2 separate regions of the Triticum aestivum genome follow, and region 1 is linked to region 2. Evidence: chromatin contacts called from public Hi-C data. All regions are on one chromosome and are shown on one strand. The core of a region is the stretch at or near the end of the contact, and the rest is flanking DNA. Distances in the headings are between cores, read along the strand shown. Region 1 holds the start of LOC123188435 (ribonuclease II, chloroplastic/mitochondrial). Region 2 holds the start of LOC123188432.

The links. A called contact is a pair of places that touch in the nucleus more often than the background predicts.
Region 1: a contact with region 2 is called in a Hi-C map of leaf, with 9 times the contacts expected there. The contact joins the promoter of LOC123188435 here to the promoter of LOC123188432 in region 2. A contact is called at or near these places in 2 of 5 Hi-C or Micro-C datasets (both in leaf).

Annotation. Positions count from the first base shown.
Region 1 is chr1A:38,840,019-38,843,848 of IWGSC CS RefSeq v2.1, forward strand. LOC123188435 (ribonuclease II, chloroplastic/mitochondrial) reads left to right here and starts at 2,004. Exons shown (of 14, transcript XM_044600557.1): 1 at 2,004-2,314. The coding sequence starts at 2,106. It overlaps TRNAE-CUC (transfer RNA glutamic acid (anticodon CUC)), which reads right to left and starts at 1,771; the gene lies at 1,699-1,771.
Region 2 is chr1A:38,561,240-38,565,068 of IWGSC CS RefSeq v2.1, forward strand. LOC123188432 reads right to left here and starts at 1,471. Exons shown (of 4, transcript XM_044600545.1): 1 at 1,196-1,471; 2 at 482-579; 3 at 1-114. The coding sequence starts at 574.

The DNA of each region.
Region 1 (3,830 bases), core at 754-3,253, 280 kb after region 2:
GGCATGTCGTGGGAGGCATGGAGGGCCGTCGGCGACGTGCGCGGGTAGGCATGGAGCGGATGCGCGCTGGGGGCGGCCGGGCGCGGGGGCGCACAAGGCGGCATCTGGGACGGGGACTGGCGGGGGAGTAGGGGCGGCCAGACAGGCGCGGACGCCGGGGGAGGCCGGGCGCGGCGGGCACTGGTGGAGGAGTGTTGGCTGTGGTAGAGGAGCAAGGGCGGACGGGGAGCAGGGGCGACCGAGCGCGGAGCCAGGAGTGGGGCGGAGGGGCGGCTGGGCGCGTCGGATGCAGCGGGGCAGAGGAGGATTAAGCGGAGGGCGTGGGTTGCTGCGTGGAGGAAAGTTTAGTGGTTTAACCGTACACTAACCGCGTGGTTGATGCTAAACATTAAACATTGAGATGATTTTGATCGTCAGATCTCTCCATTAGACGGTTGAGATGTATTGGTTCTCCGCCCTCTCGTGCTTTTATAGGGGTAGTAGATAAAAGTGTTTTTTTTACACTAGTGTAGTGTAAAAAACGGTCGTTCTTATATTATGGGACGGAGGAAGTATTTCATAAAATTTCAGGTATGGCAAAACCTGCACAAAACTAACAGTGGACAACAATGGAACAACCTACTGCTCCCACAAAAAAGAAGAGCACAACCAATTAAAAACCTCCGCCATTTTACATGATTTGAACATGAAGGCACAAAAAAGGGAGATCAATTGTTGTAGAAAATAAGTTGGTAGATGATAAGAGCATCTCCAAAATCAACCCTATTTTAGGGCATAACCATTTATTGGGCTTTTGGATCCGCTCCAACAACTGCCCTTGCTGCAAAATTTTGCAAAACGTTTTTGGGCATCCCAAAAAAGGGCAACGTCGGCTGCGTATTTGCGGTAGTCTCTAAAAACAACTAAGAAAAATAAATGAACTCACCCTCTAGTCAACATCTCGGGCATCTTTGATCCCTACATCACGGCGGATCCGGAGGTCTTAGAAGGAGGAGCTCAGCGGCATAGAAGAAGGGTAGAAATGGATATGTGTAGTTGTCGCTTCGCTCTGCATCTTTCTTTTGGTCTATTGGGGTAAGGAGAAAAGGAATGGATGACGTGAGCATGTGCGAGATGAGTGGGTCAGATCGCGGCACGCGTAACATGCACCTGGATGAATGCTTCTTGCCTGAGAGTGCCATGCCATCCGTGCTCGGAGATTCGAATCATAAGCTTGTTGGCATTTTTGAGAAGGGCTGCCCTCCTAACGCAAATAAGAATTCGAATCATAAGCTTGTCGATGCAAAGTGTGCGCTACTATATTAGCATCATGTGGGCAGTGTTGGAATGAAACCAACCAGATCTGAAGGCCTTATGGAAGCAGTCGGCTACAATTTTAAAATGAAACCAAACCGACTCTAAATGTCTTGTGAAACAGTCGGCTAGAATCACCGCGAATCGACTCTAGATCCCGACTATACCATCGCATGCTTAAACGAGTCTTGGCTCAACAATCACCGGAGAGCATCCCAAGATTATAAATCACTTCGAGGCCCCGTTGTAATAGAAAAGGAGAACTGAATCTGTGGTGTCTTCCCCCCTTAATTCATTGATCGATCGTTAAGTTTGCAGTGACATAACTTCAAAAAAAAAGTTTGCAGTGACGTGCAATTTCAGAGACAGGAAGCAAACAGGGTGGGTGACAAAAAGGCCAAAAAATTCAGTCGCCGGGACTTGGACCCGGGTCTCTCGGGTGAGAGCCGAGTATCCTAACCACCTAGACTACGACGGATTTTTTTTCTCTCCCAGTAACAAAACTTCAAAGTGAGTACTCTCGGCCTTAATAATCGCTTGGTCACCAGCCTTGACGGATCGGGCCGAAACGCTGCGCTGCGCTCGAAATCATCACCCACTAACCAGTGCCGGCCCATGCATCCCCGCCACGAGAGGCCCAGGCCCAGTCCGCCACAGCAGCAGCCTCGCCCTCGCCTTCCTCCCTCCACTCGCGTGCGGAACCGCTCTCTCCTCTCTTATCGCCAAAATCCCCGGCCGGAGCAGCGGCAGCGGCGAGCGAGGCTCACCGGCGCCCCCCTCCCTCTCTCCCTCGACCGCGGGCGCGCGCGCATATGCGGCCATCGCCCATGGCGGCGAGGGCGGCGAGCGGGTGCTCCTCGGCGGCGCTGGCCTTCTTCCGCCTCCGCCCGCTCGCCCGCGCCGCCCGCCTGGCCCCCGCGGGCCGCTCCGCGTTCGGCGCCACTGCCGCCTGCCGGGGCCGCCTCGTCGACTCCGTCCTCCAGGAGCTCCGGTCCCGCAGGCGGGTCCGGGTCTCCGCAAGGTAATGCCCCCTTTCGCATTGTAAGAGCTCAGCTGTCTGCCCTCCTGCCTCGCCGCCGTCGCCCGTTCCTAGCAATCCCTCCGCGGACGCACGTACGCCTACCTTTGCGCAGCCTCCACGCTGCGCCGTCCCGCCCGGCCGCTGCGAGCCGCTCGTGTGCCGATGCCTGTGCTATGCTGCCACTGCCCACGGCAGATTTTGCTGGTTCGCTGCCTGTACCAAATCGAACATGGAATCAGGGTATCGAACTTTAACCTCGCTCTCATGAATTCATGATCATAGTTCGAACAACGGCTTGGCTTGTGAGTAAGATGAAGCAATTCTTCTAGGTACATTTGCTTTATGCAATTTGCTCTGCAGTACATTACATAAGGAGATTTAGTCGTGGAATTGTACTAGGACAGTGTAGTGGTCTCCAAAACCATTTCCTGTGGGAAATGCACTGCCACGCTGTCTGTTGGAAATGGTACAAGGACTTTAGCTAAATTCACATCAGCAATATGGATGTTCCCTTTTTTCATCGAATTGTGGAATGAGAAAATTGTAGAATGTATACCGTCACCATTGGCAAGAGCATTACATGACAACACAGCCACGATTGTGCGTCAACCCACCCCCACCGGATGCACACTACAGGATCACACTTGCTAGATTACCTCCACGGCTCCACCTACAATCTTCCACTAGCGGCACCCATCCTTAATCTTGCCCACGGTTAAGCTGGAAGGGCCTTGTTCTTGAACCCACACACCTGTTCCTTTAGCACCAGACAGAATGGAGGGTGCACAGGTTCACCAAAATGCAGCCCTTCCTGAGTGTAGTTGAGACAGTGTTGTTTGGCACCAATCCACTGCTCGAGAATCGTCACGTTAGGGCCAAGGGCGAGGTGTTGGAACCCGAGCCATTGCAGGGACAGGAACCAAATTTCTCTGGCATAGATGCACGGCCAGTCTTGAGAGCACAATGGGCACACTCACTGGTGACGGAGCCCCCTCCTAGCTAGACGGACGATCAGACGTCCAGCTGCGGTTCATCAGGAAAGCCACACAAAAAACATAATCTTCCACAGCTCATGGCACGTCGCCTACCAGAGGTCAACTGCAGCACCGCCTGAACAGCAAGGCGGCCACACAGGTCTCTGACCCAACAGTTCCCATCTCGCGCCGCAGCGACCGAGCGGGAAACCACTGTAGGCTTGATGAAGCCAAGGAATTTGCACGCACCTTTCAATTTTAGGTTCTCACAGGTTTATGTTGGTTTCATCTCTAGCCTACCCCAACTTGCTTGGGACAAAAGGCTTTGTTGTTGTGATGATAATTGCGTAGGTCAATGCAATGAAGCTTACTACTGGGCTTCAGATAGTCTTGCCCAGTCCTTTAAGAGAGACAGAGGTTGTGGGTGTACTGTATTGGGTCGGCTCCCTCCTGTGTATTGGAGTCGATCAAACATGATTGTGATTACTTACGTCCATGATTAATATATGCTGGTTTAAAAAAAGACAGCAATGAAGCTTACA
Region 2 (3,829 bases), core at 221-2,720:
GAAAGCAGCTAAAACAAGTGCCACAATAGACAGGCTTCCCATTGCAATCGTTGGGTCACTCGGGAACTTGCAGATGACAACATCCTTTCCCTTGATAGGAGTTCCATAAGGAGGCTGCATTAATGGAAAAATGAAATTCACACCGAGTTAAATTATTCAGAAGAGATTCATAACAAGTTACAGTCAGCTAAGAGGAAATAGGCAGTTTGAAGTTTCCATGATTAGTCTGATTATGCATGCTCCCCTATACACAGTTGGACTGTTGGAGTGAAGTAAATAAATTTGATTATGGTCCTGATATGGGACCCAAATTTCACAGGCGATGAATCTTATTGCAAAGGAGGTGGTTCCTGAACTGATGTGTGCTAGTAATATTTTTTACTGAAAAACATATTCGGGAACATGTACTGAATTCAGTCAGCGCTCTCCACAAGAAAGTGCATGTATGATACATCATATAACAGATATAAACAACACAAACCTTTTTGTTTTCTGCGATGACGCCGAGCAGAAACGCGAGGAGGCCAAACAAGGAGACGGTGAGGGCGATCCCCTTCGCCGAAGTCAAACCCATGGCTCCTGCGTAACAATGCACGTATACCGCCGGGATAGAGACAGCATCAATATCAATGCAACACGAACGAATGTGTCATCACGACGGCATAGCAACAGCAATGTAAATGCAACTAGGCTAGTAATAACAACAACCTCTTATATCCCCCGGCATTTCCCGCCCGGCGCCACAGTTGCCAAATAAATAAAACTGGCGCCAAATAAATAAACTAGCATAACATTTTTTTTTTTTTTTTGAAAAGGGGTGCAACCCCAGCCTCTGCATCAATAAGATGCATACGGCTCAATAAACTAGCATAACATGCCTTCTCAGATTCTAAATGAGGATGGGTATAAGTTGCCGAGGGGATCTGCGCATCCGAAATTACATTGGGGGACAACGAAAATGGTAGTACTCCTAGCATCAATCTATCGAGACCCGTCGCCGTCGCACCAGCCGATCCATTCCGGCTCCCACTCCCCGCCGCCAGCCCGAGAAGCGACGCCGATCGGCGAAACCACCTTCCCATCCGGAGGAGGGAGAACCGATGGATGGATCAGTCCGTGTACCACTCCCATCCCATCCCCACCGGGCAACCAACGCGAAGAGACTGGAGACAAGATCGAGATCGGGCCGGATTACCGTGGGCGGAGACGTCGGAAGGAGGTGGCCGGGCTCCGCCGCGCGTGAATCTCTCTTCTCTTCTCTTCTCTTCTCTTCTCCCCGCGCGTCCGCCACTCCTGCAATTCACGGCGGTGGGAGGATGGAGGAAGGAAGGTCTGTGGTCAACTCCACCCCACAGGCCACGGACGGATATAGCAGTGTGCGGTGTGAGGCTGCGAGTGGGCCCGGCGGGCCCGGCGAGGCCGCTTCGGACGGCGCACGGTTGGGCTTTTCCGGGGAGCACGGGGAACACAGAAGGGAGAATCTTTGCCTTTGTTACAGAAAGAAGACCGAATCTTTTTAACTGAATCTCGCCTGAAAGGATGAAAATAGTTCTAACTGATCTCGTTCCATTCGGATCTCTAGGGAATCCGTTGTTTTGTACTGTACAGTACAATACAGAGAGAGAGAGCGCGCGCTGTGATTTACTAGAATCAGATGATTTTTCGGTATTGAAAAACACATGCAACCTTGTTGTCACTGAAATGGATGTATCTTAGTGCTGGATACATCTATCTTGAGCGACGAGTAATTTCGGACGAAGGGAATAATAAGTAGAAAATACAAATTTTTCTTAACTTTTTCTAGGGAATGCCATTCGTCTCACTTCATTGGAATAGTTACAATGAGGTATAAACTAGGGGGCGTCCCTCCAGGCACAAATGGAAATTTGAATCATAAGCATGTCAAGCTAAAATGTGCGTTAATGTGTATTGGCACCCCATGGGACAATGTTGGGATGAAACCTCACCGATTGAGGAAGCCTTCCGGAAACAGTCGACTAGAACCATTATGTAGGACGCCCAATCTCGAGCATTTTACATTTCCAATGAGTCCGACTCAACAATAATCGGGGAGCATAAACTCCCCTATGCAACGGCTAGACTCCAAATCGCCGCCGAGTTCTACTTGAGAGCCGATGTCCCACGGCTAAAAAATTTATCAGGGCGCTGATAATCCCCAAATGCAGGGAGTATTGTACCTGGAATAACCACCAAAATTGGTGTGTACAACATAACGAGAAAGAACAGAAACATAATGTTGGGGAACGTAGCAGAATTTTAAAATTTTCTACGCATCATCAAGATCAATCTATGGAGTCATCTAGCAACGAGGGAGAGGGGAGTGCATCTACATACCCTTGTAGATCGCGCGCGGAAGCGTTCAAGAGAACGGGTTGATGGAGTCGTACTCGTCGTGATCTAAATCACCGATGACCTAGCGCCGAACGGACGGCACCTCCGCGTTCAACACACGTACGGTTGGGAAGACGTCTCCTCCAACTTGATCCAGCAAGGGGGAAGGAGAGGTTGATGAAGATCCAGCAACACGACGGCGTGGTGGTGGAAGCAACGGTGATCTCGGCAGGGCTTCGCCAAGCTCAGGGAGAGGGAGGATTGTCACGGGAGGGAGAGGGAGGCGCCAGGGGCTAGGGTGCGGCTGCCCTTCCTCCCCCCGACTATATATAGGACCCCTATGGGGGCGCCGGCCCTAGGAGATGCAATCTCCAAGGGGGGCGGCGGCCAAGGGGGGTGGAGTGCCCCCCAAGCCAAGTGGGGCGCCCCCACCCCTAGGGTTTCCAACCCTAGGCGCAGGGGAGGCCCATGGGGGCGCACCAGCCCACTAGGGGCTGGTTCCCCTCCCACTTCAGCCCATGGGGCCCTCCGGGATATGTGGCCCCACCCGGTGGACCCCCGGGACCCTTCCGGTGGTCCCGGTACAATACCGATTACCCCCGAAACTTTTCCGATGGCCGAAACTTAACTTCCTATATATAAATCTTCACCTCCGGACCATTCTGAAACTCCTCGTGACGTCCGGGATCTCATCCGGGACTCCGAACAACTTTCGGGTTACCGTATACCAATATCTCAACAACCCTAGCGTCACCGAACCTTAAGTGTGTAGACCCTACGGGTTCGGGAGACACGCAGACATGACCGAGACGACTCTCCGGTCAATAACCAACAGCGGGATCTGGATACCCATGTTGGCTCCCACATGCTCCTCGATGATCTCATCAGATGAACCACGATGTCGAGGATTCGATCAATCCCGTATACAATTCCCTTTGTCAATCGGTACGTTACTTGCCCGAGACCCGATCGTCGGTATCCCAATACCTCGTTCAATCTCGTTACTGGCAAGTCACTCTACTCGTACCGTAATGCATGATCCCGTGATCAACCACTTGGTCACATTGAGCTCATTATGATGATGCATTACCGAGTGGGCCCAGAGATACCTCTCCGTCATACGGAGTGACAAATTCCAGTCTCGATTCGTGCCAACCCAACAGACACTTTCGGAGATACCCGTAGTGTACCTTTATAGTCACCCAGTTACGTTGTGACGTTTGGCACACCCAAAGCACTCCTACGGTATCCGGGAGTTGCACAATCTCATGGTCTAAGGAAATGATACTTGACATTCGGAAAAGCTATAGCAAACGAACTACACGATCTTTGAGCTATGCTTAGGATTGGGTCTTGTCCATCACATCATTCTCCTAATGATGTGATCCCGTTATCAATGACATCCAATGTCCATAGTCAGGAAACCATGACTATCTTTTGATCAACGAGCTAGTCAACTAGAGGCTCACTAGGGACG